Linked DNA regions of Ovis aries: region 2 is linked to region 1. The links are chromatin contacts, called in public Hi-C maps. All regions are on one chromosome and are shown on one strand. Each heading gives the region's core, a stretch centred on a gene start, on an enhancer-like site or on the middle of the called end of the contact. The rest is flanking DNA. Distances are from core to core; before and after follow the strand shown. Region 1 overlaps MYO18A (myosin XVIIIA). Region 2 holds the start of NUFIP2 (nuclear FMR1 interacting protein 2).

Evidence for each region. A called contact is a pair of places that touch in the nucleus more often than the background predicts.
Region 2: a contact with region 1 is called in a Hi-C map of liver, with 5 times the contacts expected there. The contact joins the promoter of NUFIP2 here to the enhancer-like site in region 1. A contact is called at or near these places in 3 of 16 Hi-C or Micro-C datasets (hypothalamus, liver and skin fibroblasts).

What each region holds. Positions count from the first base shown.
Region 1 is chr11:20,446,254-20,452,341 of ARS-UI_Ramb_v3.0, reverse strand. All of the region lies in intron 2 of MYO18A (myosin XVIIIA), which reads left to right. LOC114116895 (a long non-coding RNA gene) reads right to left here. Exons shown (of 2, transcript XR_003590732.3): 2 at 3,032-6,088. Among named protein-coding and RNA genes, the nearest start is that of MYO18A, 31 kb to the left of the region's middle. Within about 2 kb of position 3,366, at least 39 of the 54 cell types and tissues checked have an H3K27ac peak or open chromatin away from gene starts, as enhancers often do. A contact at or near this core is called in hypothalamus and liver, where this site is marked.
Region 2 is chr11:20,563,119-20,569,206 of ARS-UI_Ramb_v3.0, reverse strand. It overlaps NUFIP2 (nuclear FMR1 interacting protein 2), which reads left to right and starts at 3,303. Exons shown (of 5, transcript XR_009595516.1): 1 at 3,303-3,668.

The DNA of each region.
Region 1 (6,088 bases), core at 2,117-4,616:
CGGAGATAGGGAAATGAGGTCCAGGTGGGACCCCACGTTTACTCGCGGCCACAGAGTAGCCCCAGAGTGGGATTGCCTTGCCCTGAGCATCCACTGTCATCTGCAGTTTGCAGCCAGCTTTCGAAGGTCTGCTCCGTTCCCTGTGACTTCCTCCAGTCAAATTCTTGGCTGATACCAGTACCTTTCAAAGGCCAGGCTTCTTTCTACCTATTTGTTTTCCAGTTGAACAAACTATACTTTTTTGTGGTCTCTTTACAGATCAATGTATTTCTTTACACCTGCCTTGCCTCTGACAGCCCATGTGGATTAGGGCTAACAGGAATTGAGGCATATGAGACTTCTCAGGTGGTCCAATGGTGAAGGCTATGTGCTTCCTTCACCACTGGACAAGGGGCCCCAGGTTCGATCCCTCGTCAGGGAACTAGATCCCACATGCCATAACTAAAGATCCTGCATGCCACAGTGTGGCAATGAAGATATCATGTGCCCCAACTAAGACCTGGTACAGCCAAATAAATACATATTAAAAAAAAAAAAAGTATTGTGGCACAGAATGGAGAGGCAGCCCTGACCAGCCAGTTCCTGGGTCTGCTCTCTGCTCCTTCCTTCACACATAGGAGTTTGCCCACGCACTCGCACCTTGAATTTTCTAGCTACTGTTGCAAAGCTTTTCAAGTGAAGTGCCTGTGATAGAATGTGGTAGCAGTTGGATCCATGCCTTGCTGCCTGTTCCTCCCGAGGGAGCTTGTTGGAGCCTCTCTAGCGTGATGAGCGTGCCCCAGAGTCCTCCTCCCACCCCTCCTCTTTAGCTTTATCCAGATGACATTGCAGGGAAGTGTCCAGCCATGGTCCCCACTACTCCAGGGCAGACCTCCTGGCTTTCTGCTCAGTATAAGACTTCATTGCCGTATTTGCCCTCAAGAGTTCAGGGTTCTGCTGGCAATTCTCCTTCTGGGAGCGCTAACATCAGATGAGTCCAGCAGCCGGTGATGTGGGGAAGCCCTCAGGCCACGGCATTCCGGATGTCTTACCCATGCATGGTCTAGAGAGTCTGCAGAAACAAGGAGCAATTGTGTGGCACTGAGGGGCTTTCTCCCAGGCCTGGGATGCCTTGGGGTGGGGGCTGGCTTCCACTCAGCCTTGCCTTTTCAGCCCCTTGGCTTCTGCGCCCAGGCTGGGGGTTCAATTGCGGCTACCATCCCTTCCCCCACTTCCCTTTGAAGCCTGGAGGCCAAGGCAAAGCACATGGGGACAGGAGTTTAAGCTGACTCTGGGTCAGGGGTGGGAGAGAACAGCAGGGGGTCAGGGACAATGCCTGAAGGAGTCTTTGTCAGGGACGACAAAGACTTTGTCAAGGACAAGCTGAACAGGGATCCTCTGGACCAGACCTTCCCAGTAGAAAGTTCTGCAGAGTGATAGCTGTTCTGTCATCTTTGCTTTCCAGCTTGGTAGCTGTTAGCCACACGTAGTTATTGCCTACTTGAAATGTGGTCGGTGTGACTAAGAACTGAATTTTAAACTTTATTTGATTTTTAATTTAATCAGGAGCATTCCTTTGTTTCAGTTTAAATAGCCACACTTAATTAATGGCTACCATGTTGAATAGGGCAGCTCTAGATAGCTCATTCGGGAAGAGATGATGGAGTGGTCTGGAAGCTTGTCTCCTCTTGCAGCATCCCTGGTGAGTCTGGCAGGGGGGAACATGTTTTCCCTTCCTCCCAGGAAGGAAGGCTTGTCCTCTTGGGCAATTTCTACACTTCACCAGCTCAGGAATCCTGCTGCCCCAGGGCCAACAGGTCCTGGCCGTGTGCCACCGCAACTGTGGTAGTGCTTCCCCAGCTCACCAAGCACGTTTTCTGCCCAGCCTGGTAACACACAGGCACTCACATGCCCCAGTGGATTTGGCCAGGGCTCTTAACATGGAGGTGTGGGTTGGTAGGAAAAGTAGAAGCTTTTGCATCTTCCTTCCTGCTTCTATGGAGTTTGGATCTGTGCTTTATTTTTACTTCAAAGGATTCTAGAAACAGGCCCAACAGAGGTCCCCAAAGGTGAACACACAGATCCTCAAACATTTATTGAATGTCCAGTGTTTGAAAGACACTGAGGTTTAGCTGAAAGAACGGCTCTAACTTTGAGAATAAATAGCACAGGCTTCCAGCTCACACCCCAGGAGACCTCACTGATATTTTATTTAAACTGGTGTGTCTGACTCTTAAACTGGGTTTCCTTTTTTTTCTCCTGTGGACATAGAGAAGAGTTGTCTATTATATGAAAAAGAGAAGAACAGTTCTTCATTATGCCTATCGGCTCCGGTCTCTCAGAGGGGGCAGGGATGGGAATATTGTGTCATTCATTTACTAGTGCCCCAAGTCTTGGTGGAATTTGGGGCAGGAGAGTGGAGGATGTTGGGAAATCATCCTCAAGGCTGGCCCTTGGCTTTGGACCTTGTGGGAGCTTGGCAAGCAGAGCCAGTTTGGAAATCCCCAGGGGCCGTGAGGAAATCCCCAGCAGCTGAGAGTCCTCAGGGAGCAGCAGGCCAAATGGAGCCACCAGTCAGGTGGTCCCTGCCGGCAGCCAGAACCTGACTTCAGGGAAATGGACTCCTGCTCTTGTCAGAGAGGACAAGCCCAGACTTCCCCGCCTGGGCTCTGTGCCCATGAGATGGTATGGGGTCCACAGGCTCTGAGCAAACCTTTGGGTATGCAGATACAGGGACTTGGGGAGCTCTAAGCCTTAGTGGGATTCCCTGGTGGCTCAGACGGTAAAGAGTCTGCCCATGTTGCAGGAGACCCAAGTTCGATCCCTGGGTCGGGAAGATCCCATGGAGAAGGAAATGGCCACCCACTCAGTATTCTTGCCTGGAAAAAATCCCATGGACAGAGGAGCCTGGGGGCTACAGTCCATGGGGTCGCAAAGAGTTGGGACACAACGGAGCGACTTCACAAGCCTCAGTGACCACCTCTGGGACAAGCCCACTGACCCTTCTGGATTGCTTGTCCCAGAACTATCCCCACTACACAGGCTCAAGGCGTCCTTGGAGTCTTCTGTTTATTTATGAAGTCATCCATTCATCCGTTTTATTCCATCAGTAAGCGTTTGAATGCCTACTATACATGAGGACTGCTTTGGGCTGTGGGAATGGAGCAGTGATGAGCACAAAGTCTGCGCGGAGCTCGTCCTAGCCTCTTCTCGAAGTACCCATGGGGTGAAGGCAGAGGCCATCTTGACATTTCAGCCTCCTCTCCTGGGGGCGCCTCTTGGGGGCGGAGCCGGGAAGGCGACCCCGAGGAGGTGATATCCCACTGCCTGGGCCCTGGCGGACCCTTGTGAGGGAGGCGACCGCCCTCTGCCGGGCGTTAGCAGCAACACAGGGCGGATGCACCGCGGGATTCCAGGCGCATGTGCCGACCTGGCCCCTCCCTCCCGATCCCGCCCTAGCGCTGGCGGCGAGCGGGCGGGGCCAGGAAGCGTAGGCCTCAGGGGTTGGGGGCGGGGCCAAGGCTGGCTGGGCCCCTAGCCACCTCCTAGGCAGGATTATCTGCCCAGCCTTGGGTGTGCACCCTGGGTCTCAGCAGGTTTCTTCTAGCCCTCCTCCCCTCCCAGAAGGTTTCCTCTAGCCCTCCTCCCCATCCCTAGGCTTCTTCAAGAAAGTCTGTTGGGGTCCACTGGTTATTGATGCCCAACAATTTAAGAAAAAACACCTTAAGTATCTCAAAGGGTACCAGTCACTACTAACACCTTTACACTGTTTTTTCATAGGCGAGAAGACTTTTGTTATACACACACACAGGTGATAAAGGATAATCCTTCCCAGCAGAGGAAAGTCACAAGTACTGAGAAAACCTTGAATTGATCACCCTGGAGAATGCATTTGTCTGGTGATGAGGCGTCTCCTACCCATAAATGCATAAATGCTCCAGCCCCTCCCCAGCCATCAGAGCTGAGTGCTGGAAACAGGACTTGCCCCAGCTTCCCTAAATAAAGAGTTCTATTGCATGCTTCTCTCATAGCTCAGTTGGTAAAGAATCTGCCTGCAATACAGGAGGCCCTGGTTCAATTCCTGGGTCGAGAAGATCCCCTGAGAAGGGATAGGCTACCCACTCCAGGATTCTTGGGCTTCCCTGGTGGCTCAGCTGATCAAGAATCCGCCTGCAATGCGGTCGACCTGGGTTCGATCCCTGGGTTGGAAAGATCCTCTGGAGAAGGGAAAGGCTACCCACTCCAGTATTATGGCCTAGAGAATTCCATGGACTATACAGTCCATGGGGTCACAAAGAGTCGGACAGGACTGAGCGACTTTCACTTTCACTTTCACATTGCAAGCTAGGTCGCTTCAGTCATGTTCCACTCTTTGCGATCCTATGGACTGTAGCCCACGAGGCTCCTCTGTCCATGGCATTCTCCAGGCAAGAATACTGGAGTGGGTTGCCATACCCTCCTCCAGGGGATCTTCCTGACCCAGGGATCCAAACCCACCTCTTTTACATCTCTTGCATTGGCGGTGGGTTCTTTACCACTAGTGCCGGGGGGGGGGGGGGGGGGGGGGGGGCAGGCCAAGAGTCCTATTAGTGACATTTTATACATTGCAAATTAGTAATAATACAATGGATGCTACACAGTTAGAATCCATTTATGGAGACAGTACTTATAGCCTTTTTCTTTTTTTGAGTTCTGATTAAAGGGTAATAACAAAGACAAATGGGGTCAGAGCAGTATTCTTTCATTAATATGTTAACTAGAACCTCAGTCTCAATGTTTTACAAACTATCTCCCTCTAAACCAGCCTCAAGAAATTCACAGTCTCGTGGTTAGGGGATGAAACAAACAAAAAACCAAAAAACCCCAAACAAGCATTGTGCTTCCCCACAGTGTTCACCTTGAGGTATTACATATCAATACTAGTTTCACAAGTAAACCACTTACTCCTCAGAACCTCCTGCCTAGCTTGCTCTAGCTCTGCTCAGCCGCTTTGCCTGGCCCAGTGCCCAAAACAGAGCCAAGGACCATTCACTCATCCAATGCTACCAACGTGGGAGAGCAGGGTAGTTGAAATTGTTACTCTATCTAAATATTCCTTTGAATATTAAAAGAATATTCCTCATTCTTTTATCCGCAGCTAATTGCACATGTAGGCTTCCCTGGTGGCTCACTGGTAAGGAATCCACCTGCCAGTGCAGGAGATACAGGTTCAATCTCCAGTCTGGGAAGATCCCCTGGAGAAGGAAATGGCAACCCACTCCAGTATTCTTGCCTGGGAAATCCCACGGACAGAGGATCCTAGCGGGCTATAGTCCATAAGGTTGCAAAAGAGTTAAAAACGACTTAGCAACTAAACAAGCTGCACAAGTACCTTTCAGATCAGTTGGTTAAATCCAGTGGGTATTTACTGAACACCTAGTGTGTGCCTAGTTCTAGAGGGGGGGATGGTCTCTAAAGGAAGTAGGAAATGTTCTTGTTCTCCAGGGAGAGAAGAAGGCTTAAACATATCACACAAATGTATTACCATCAAAACATCAGTTTGGTCATGGCGTATATTCACTCATTAAAATTCAATAAATTCAAATACAGCTCACTATCCCCCCACTCCCACCACGCACACACACAACCAGTGCGAAAGTAGAGCTTTCCTATGAAACCTTTTGGAAGATGAAATGGTGTAAAGTGAAGAAGCAATTACCTAAGGGCACATTTTGCTAATGGATGCATTACAAAATCATAAGGCACAGATACAGATTCAGTTCAAAGCTATGGTGATTTGATGCTGAGAGGCTGAGTGTGGTTCCTGGAGAAGGAGCTTGGCAGGGTTGCCCAGGGTGTGTGCTGCCTCTAAAACGCTTGCTGCCAAACAAATGCTGGATGCAGGTTTTGCTTTTCTAGCATTTTTTTTTTTTCCGTAAAAGCAAACCACCTCTTCAGATTTCTTTTGCTTGTCGGAAGCAGGTACTAATGTAGGTCTTCTGTAAAGCTAAGTGGCATAAAGCAAACTTTGAAAAAGCAGAGGACACCTGTATGTGGTTGTGTAGGAAACTATATTACTTGTAGTCTGAAACTGTAACCATTGTATTTTGTCTACTTCACTGTGTACATT
Region 2 (6,088 bases), core at 2,054-4,553, 120 kb before region 1:
AATTTTGAAGATTGTGTAGATTCAATTTTTTATTATTTTAATTACTTTTTTGGCCTCAGCATGTAGCATGTGGGATCTCAGTTCCCTGACCAGGAATCAAATAAGGAAAGTCCCTTATTTTAATTTTTAAAAATAATGTTATTATGAAAAGTAGTGACTATATAACAGCACATTTGGAAAATACAAGAAAAAAAATAGCACCCATAATTGCTTCAGACTTATACTACATTTCCTTAATGTTTTTTTTCCTTGATGCAGATTTTATTTAAAATATAAAAATATGCTTGAAGTAAGGAGAACAGTCCTGGGTATTCACTGGAAGGACTGATGTTGAAGCGGAAACTCCAATACTTTGGCCACCTGATGCGAAGAGCTGACTCATTTGAAAAGACCCTGATGCTGGGAAAGATTGAGGGCAGGAGGAGAAGGGGACAACAGAGGATGAGATGGTTGGATGGCATCACCAACTCAATGGACATGAGGTTGGGTGGACTCCAGGAGTTGGTGACGGACAGGGAGGCCTAGCGTGCTGCAGTTCATGGGGTCGCAAAGAGTTGGAGACGACTGATCAACTGAACTGAACTGAAGTAGACCCAATTATTCTCTTTTCAAGGAAGTTTGGTATTATGGCATTATTTTTTTCAAATACATGGCAAATCTTAAAATATGTTTTATACAAAACTATTTCAGAAAAATCAGCAGGAAGAAAAGTTACACATTCTGTTGTTGTTCCATACTTAATTCCTATGAGCTGTGCAGTGTGGCCAAAGTAAACAAAGATTCATGGTTTTTAAGGTTATGATCTTACTGTACATAGAATTTAGTACTCTGCATTTTTTTTTTACATTATATCACGTCTTTCTCCATACTATTGCATACAACTACAGCAACATTCATAGTAACTAGAGCATATGAGAGCAAGGCTTAGTTTCCTAAACTTCATATAAATGTGTGTGAAGACACCAAGGCAGACCAAAGATGTGAAAAGCCAGAAGCTCAGAAAGAGTGTTCTTGGTTTGCCTGTAACTATAATGCAGAAAATGTATTAAGAGAAATTATGACTCAAGGATTCTTGATTTTCAACAGAATGTCCAAATCAGCAAAAGAATATAAAGCCCTATCAACATAATCCTAAATTCCATATATACTTTTATTTCTTTAATAGATGGGAAAGTGGTACAATACTATTCAACAGCAAGGACTTATTTGTCACGACATGTTATTAGGATTTTAGCTCTCAAAATTGGGTAAATATATACCCCTTTTACCCAAAGGGGTCTTTCTTTAAAATTTAGCAAGGCAACACAAATCCTCACTATACAGAACGAGTCAAGATCTGGACATGGTTGTCTGAATTCAGTGACATTTGCTCTTGGAAAAAGAGTTTTATCTTTTAATTATTCTTTTGGGCTGATACCCATTAATTGCAAGTACAACTTTTTTCTTTTAAGCTTTTTTGCTCCTTTAACATGATCCTGCTGTAGGAATTCAAGCCACATCTAAAAAATTGTTAAGATATACACCGAGGAAGCAATCCACCTGTTCATTGCTGAATGAATGGAAAAACAAAATGTGGCATATGCATACAATGGAATATTATTCAGTGTTAAAAAGGAAGGAAATTCTGATACACACCACAACATAAATGAACCTTGAAGACATTATGTTAAGTGAAATAAGCCAAACTTTACAAAAGGACAAATATTGTATGATTCCACTTATATGAAGTATCATAGAAAAAGAAAAGAAAAGAATTGTTATCAGGGCATGGGGTGGGGAAGGAATGGAGAGTTATTGTTTAATGTGTATAGGGTTTCAGTTTATGATGATGAAAAGTTCTGGAAATGGACAGTGGTGATGGATGCATAAAATGTGAGTGTCCTTACCGACACTGGGCTGCATACTGAAAAATGAGTAAAATGGTAAATCTTGTGTATTTTATGGTAAATTTTAAAAAATGCCCCCAATATAACACAGACTGAGAAAAAATGTATAATGTAACATTCATGGGCTTCCCTGGTGGCTCATACCGTAAAGAATTTGCCTGTAATGCAGGAGACCCTGGGTCAGGAAGATACCCTGGAGAAGGGAATTTAGCTACCCATTCCCGTATTCTTGTCTGGAGAATTCCATGGACAGAGGAGCCTGGTGGGCTAGAGTCCATGGGGTATGGACCATAAACAGTCCAACATGACTGAGGGACTCACACTGATGCATACATATTCAGTAAGAAATGATTATACAGCAAATATATCTGTAATCACTATCTAGGTCAAGAAATAAAGACTATCAGAGTGCACCCTCCTGCCCCCATCACAACCCTTTCCTCCTTCCTGAGTAACCACTCTCTTGATTAAACATTTACTTTAAAAAATCAGGCTGTAATGTGATAATGCCGGATAAGTTAAACCAATGTTACACAACGCAATAGAGTATTTCTTTACATTTCAATATTTTCCATATATGCAAAACATTTTTTTAAACTTAACTTCTAAAGTACTCTTTCCCTTTCTCTCTTGAAACTTCGCATTCTAAAACCTTTCTTGAATTCACCGTTGACCTCACCTGCAGAGTTAAAAAAAAAACAACCAAACAACTGCCTCTGTGTAGATTTCTAGATTTTCATTCCTCCCGCTCTCCCTTGCCTCCAACTACAAAGAAACAATGATTTAAACCCTTTGTGCCCTTTTAGAAAATTACACAGATACCCCATTGTGGAATCCTATAATCCCTTCGTGGAAAGGAAGAGATTAGCATATGAATACAAAGCAAAATGAATCCAGAATACAAAATGATCTACTGGATTGTGAAGCTCTTGTATTCTTAAAAATGTATTTATTTCTTCTTTTTGATTTGCCCCTTTAGTGGTCTCAGGGTTAAGGGAATTGAGCTTCCCCTCTGGTTACCCGGAAAAGGATTTAGAAAAAAAAAAAAAGCCAATAGATTCTAGGAGCTGCAAAACCAACAGATGGCTCCCAGAGCCAGTGGAATCGCCAGTGGAATCTGCTACCCTCGACATGAGCTAGCTTGCTGGCGAGGAGTGTAGAAAGTGCTGTTCGCAGACTGCGCGGTGAAGGAGAGAAAGCGACACAAGAGAGAGCCATAGTGCTGACGTTGAAGGCCCGGCCCTGTGAGGTTGCATAGGGTAAGTGGCGTTGGCCAGGAGGCTGTGGCGAAGGGGAAGGAAAGAGGATTTGGGCTAGGGGCGGGGCCAGAGGCGCAGCGTGGCTCCTGATTGCTGGGATGCGGCTGCCAATCTCGCAGAATCGCTCTGTTAACCAGTGCGCTGGCGAGACGCGCTCAGATATACTGAGTGAGCCCTGAGAAGCAGTCTCAGATCCTGACGGTGCAGCAGCCCGCAGCCTCAGCCAGAGAGTCCCAGCCGCTTTCAATGGAGGAGAAGCCCGGCCAGCCACAGTCTCAGCACCATCACAGCCACCACCATCCGCACCATCACCCCCAGCAGCAGCAGCAGCAGCCGCACCACCATCACCATTATTATTTCTACAACCACAGCCACAACCACCATCACCACCACCATCACCAGCAGCCTCACCAATACCTGCAGCATGGAGCCGAGGGCAGCCCCAAGGCCCAGCCAAAGCCGCTGAAACATGAGCAGAAACACGCCCTCCAGCAGCACCAGGAAACGCCGAAGAAGAAAACAGGTCCGGGAGGGAGGACGAGTGGGGGAAGGGGGATGGGGTGGGGGGTGCGGGAGATGGGGGTGGGGCTGGATCGGAAAAGCGCGGAAGGGGTCGGGGTGTGTGTGCCTTGTGTGCCGGTGTCCTGCGGCTGTGGGGAAGCCCCCTTTCATTCTCCGAAAGCTCGGGCTGGGCCTCACGGTTTGCAGCGCCCTCTTCTCCTCAGCATGGGAGAGGCCCAACCAGGCCAGTGTGACCTTCCCGGCCCCCGCCCGGGCTGGAGGGAAACCCGGAGGGTCGGCCTTGGAAGTCTAGCCTTTATATTCCTCTCTCGTTTACCTTCCTGAGGCCCACGAGGGACCCTAATTTGGGGGCCCTGAGTTGGGGGTGAACCCAGCCCCCCGAAATGCTTCGGGGTGTAACTCAGGAAGGCCTAGCGAATCCCGACTCGGGTGGCGTCGCGAGACCCTTTTGCAGGCGGCGGGGAGAGGGTAGTGGGGCAGAGTTGAGGAAGTGTCCTCCCTCACCCGCCACCCCAAGCCCACCTGTGGCCTTGGGGTTCCCCGTCTGGGGGGGCGGTTGGGACCCCTCTTCTCTCGGGTCATTTCCACCCTGAGACGCTCCTTTCGGGCACCGGACCTCTCGGTTTGTCCCTGCGGCTCACTGCGAGGCCGGCGCCCCGGGCCCGCTCCCCCCAGAGCCGGCGCGGCTGGAATGTTCTCTCCTCCTCGCGGGGCCGCTTCCTGTCCGCCATGTTGGAAGCCGATTCCTGTCACCGACTCCGGCCCGCTGAAGCGCGGAGGGGGAAGGGTGTCGAGGGGCGCCCGGCGCGGCCGAGCCGGGTGCCTCGGGATCCCCCCGCGTCAGCCCGCCCCCCGCACTGCGGGGGCGCCGGCGCCCCCGGCCCGCGGCCGCCCCTCCCCCCCGTCGCCGGCCGGGTTGTGTAACCCGGCGGCGGCCGCGCGGCCCCGGGCGGGTCCCTGGGGTGAGGGGCGGGGGCGGTTGGGGTGGGGGAGGGAAGCGGCCACGAGGGGAGCGGCCTGCGCCGGGCCCCGCGCGCCGGCGGCCGCGTTTCCCGCTCCCGGGTGCGGCGGGAGGCGCGGGCGGTCGGGGCGGGGAGCCGGCCTCAAAGCTGACGCGAGGGAGGAGGAGGCCGCGGGCGGCGGCCGCGGGCGCTCCTCTGGGCAGGAGGGCTGGGGGGGCCGGGGGGGGGGATACATTTTGGGTAGAGGCGGTGCCTGAAGGCCGGGTGGGGTACCCAGCGGGAACCAGGCTCCCCGGTCACGAGTTTCTCTGCCACAGGAACCTCGTCTCCTGCCAGGTTCGCTCACGACTCCGCCTCTCAGGCTTTCACTTGGGTCGTTTTCTTCTAGCAGCTCATTTTTACAAAAAGGTTGTTTTATCTTCTTCCAACAACCCCCACTCCCCCCAACATTTACCTTCTGGGCTTGGGCAGTGGTTTTGAGGAATGAGATTAGAAGAGTGTTTGATTGAATGGAAGAGAGGACGAGGTTTTTTTGACCCCTTTTTCTTGCCCTTAGGGGTGAACCGAGGTGGCTCATCCACGAGGTTTGTGCACTACCATCTTGCCTGGGATGAGACTTACTTCATGTTAATAAGGAAAGATGTTTTCCCATTTTAAAACCGATCTGAATCCCCAAACTCTTCTCGTTAACAAATGTTAAATTGAGGGCAAAAGTCATTTTAGAAAACATTTAAGAAGAAAGGAACTTAAAAGTTTGTAACCATGCAGATTTTTAAAAATATTTGTTCTCTTTATAAGTTGAAATTGTAAGAAAATATTAAACCCAGGGTGTCAGATTTGATATAAGCATTTACTGAGAGCTGGAGAAAAACTATTTCTATTACAGACTTAGTAGTACTTGAAGACTGAAATTGAGGTATCAGATTTTCCATTTTGGAGGGTGATAAGGACTGATGGATGATGTGCAGTAGAAATGAACCTTATATTTGTTGAGTGTTTAACCTAAGGGTTTGGAACAGTTTAAGAGCTGTTAGAAACAGTACATCCTATATTTTTTAAAACGTTAAATCTTTTTCAGCTTCAGGTGGAAAAAAATTTTACTATGCTTACTTGGACTATAAGGCAGTATTACAGTTCAGATTGGAAAATTCAGTTTTATCTGTCAGGTATTAGTATACTCCCCGCAGGACTTCTTTCTACTTAACGGAAGCATCCCCTGAGCCGTTCATGGTGACATCCTTCAAATTAGTTTGTCTTATCCTGAAAGGGGATAAATAGGGGAAACTGGGTTTAGCAGTTGAGAGAATGTAAACAGTGTGGGGGGAGCAACTTTTCTTGTGTGTCCTGGCCACATTACTGTTGCTTCAACATGCATAGGTCTAATTTATTAAGAAAGCTTGTGAGGATTTTTGAAATGTGTCTGTAGCGTGTTGAGGGGGGTTTTTATGACCCATTACCC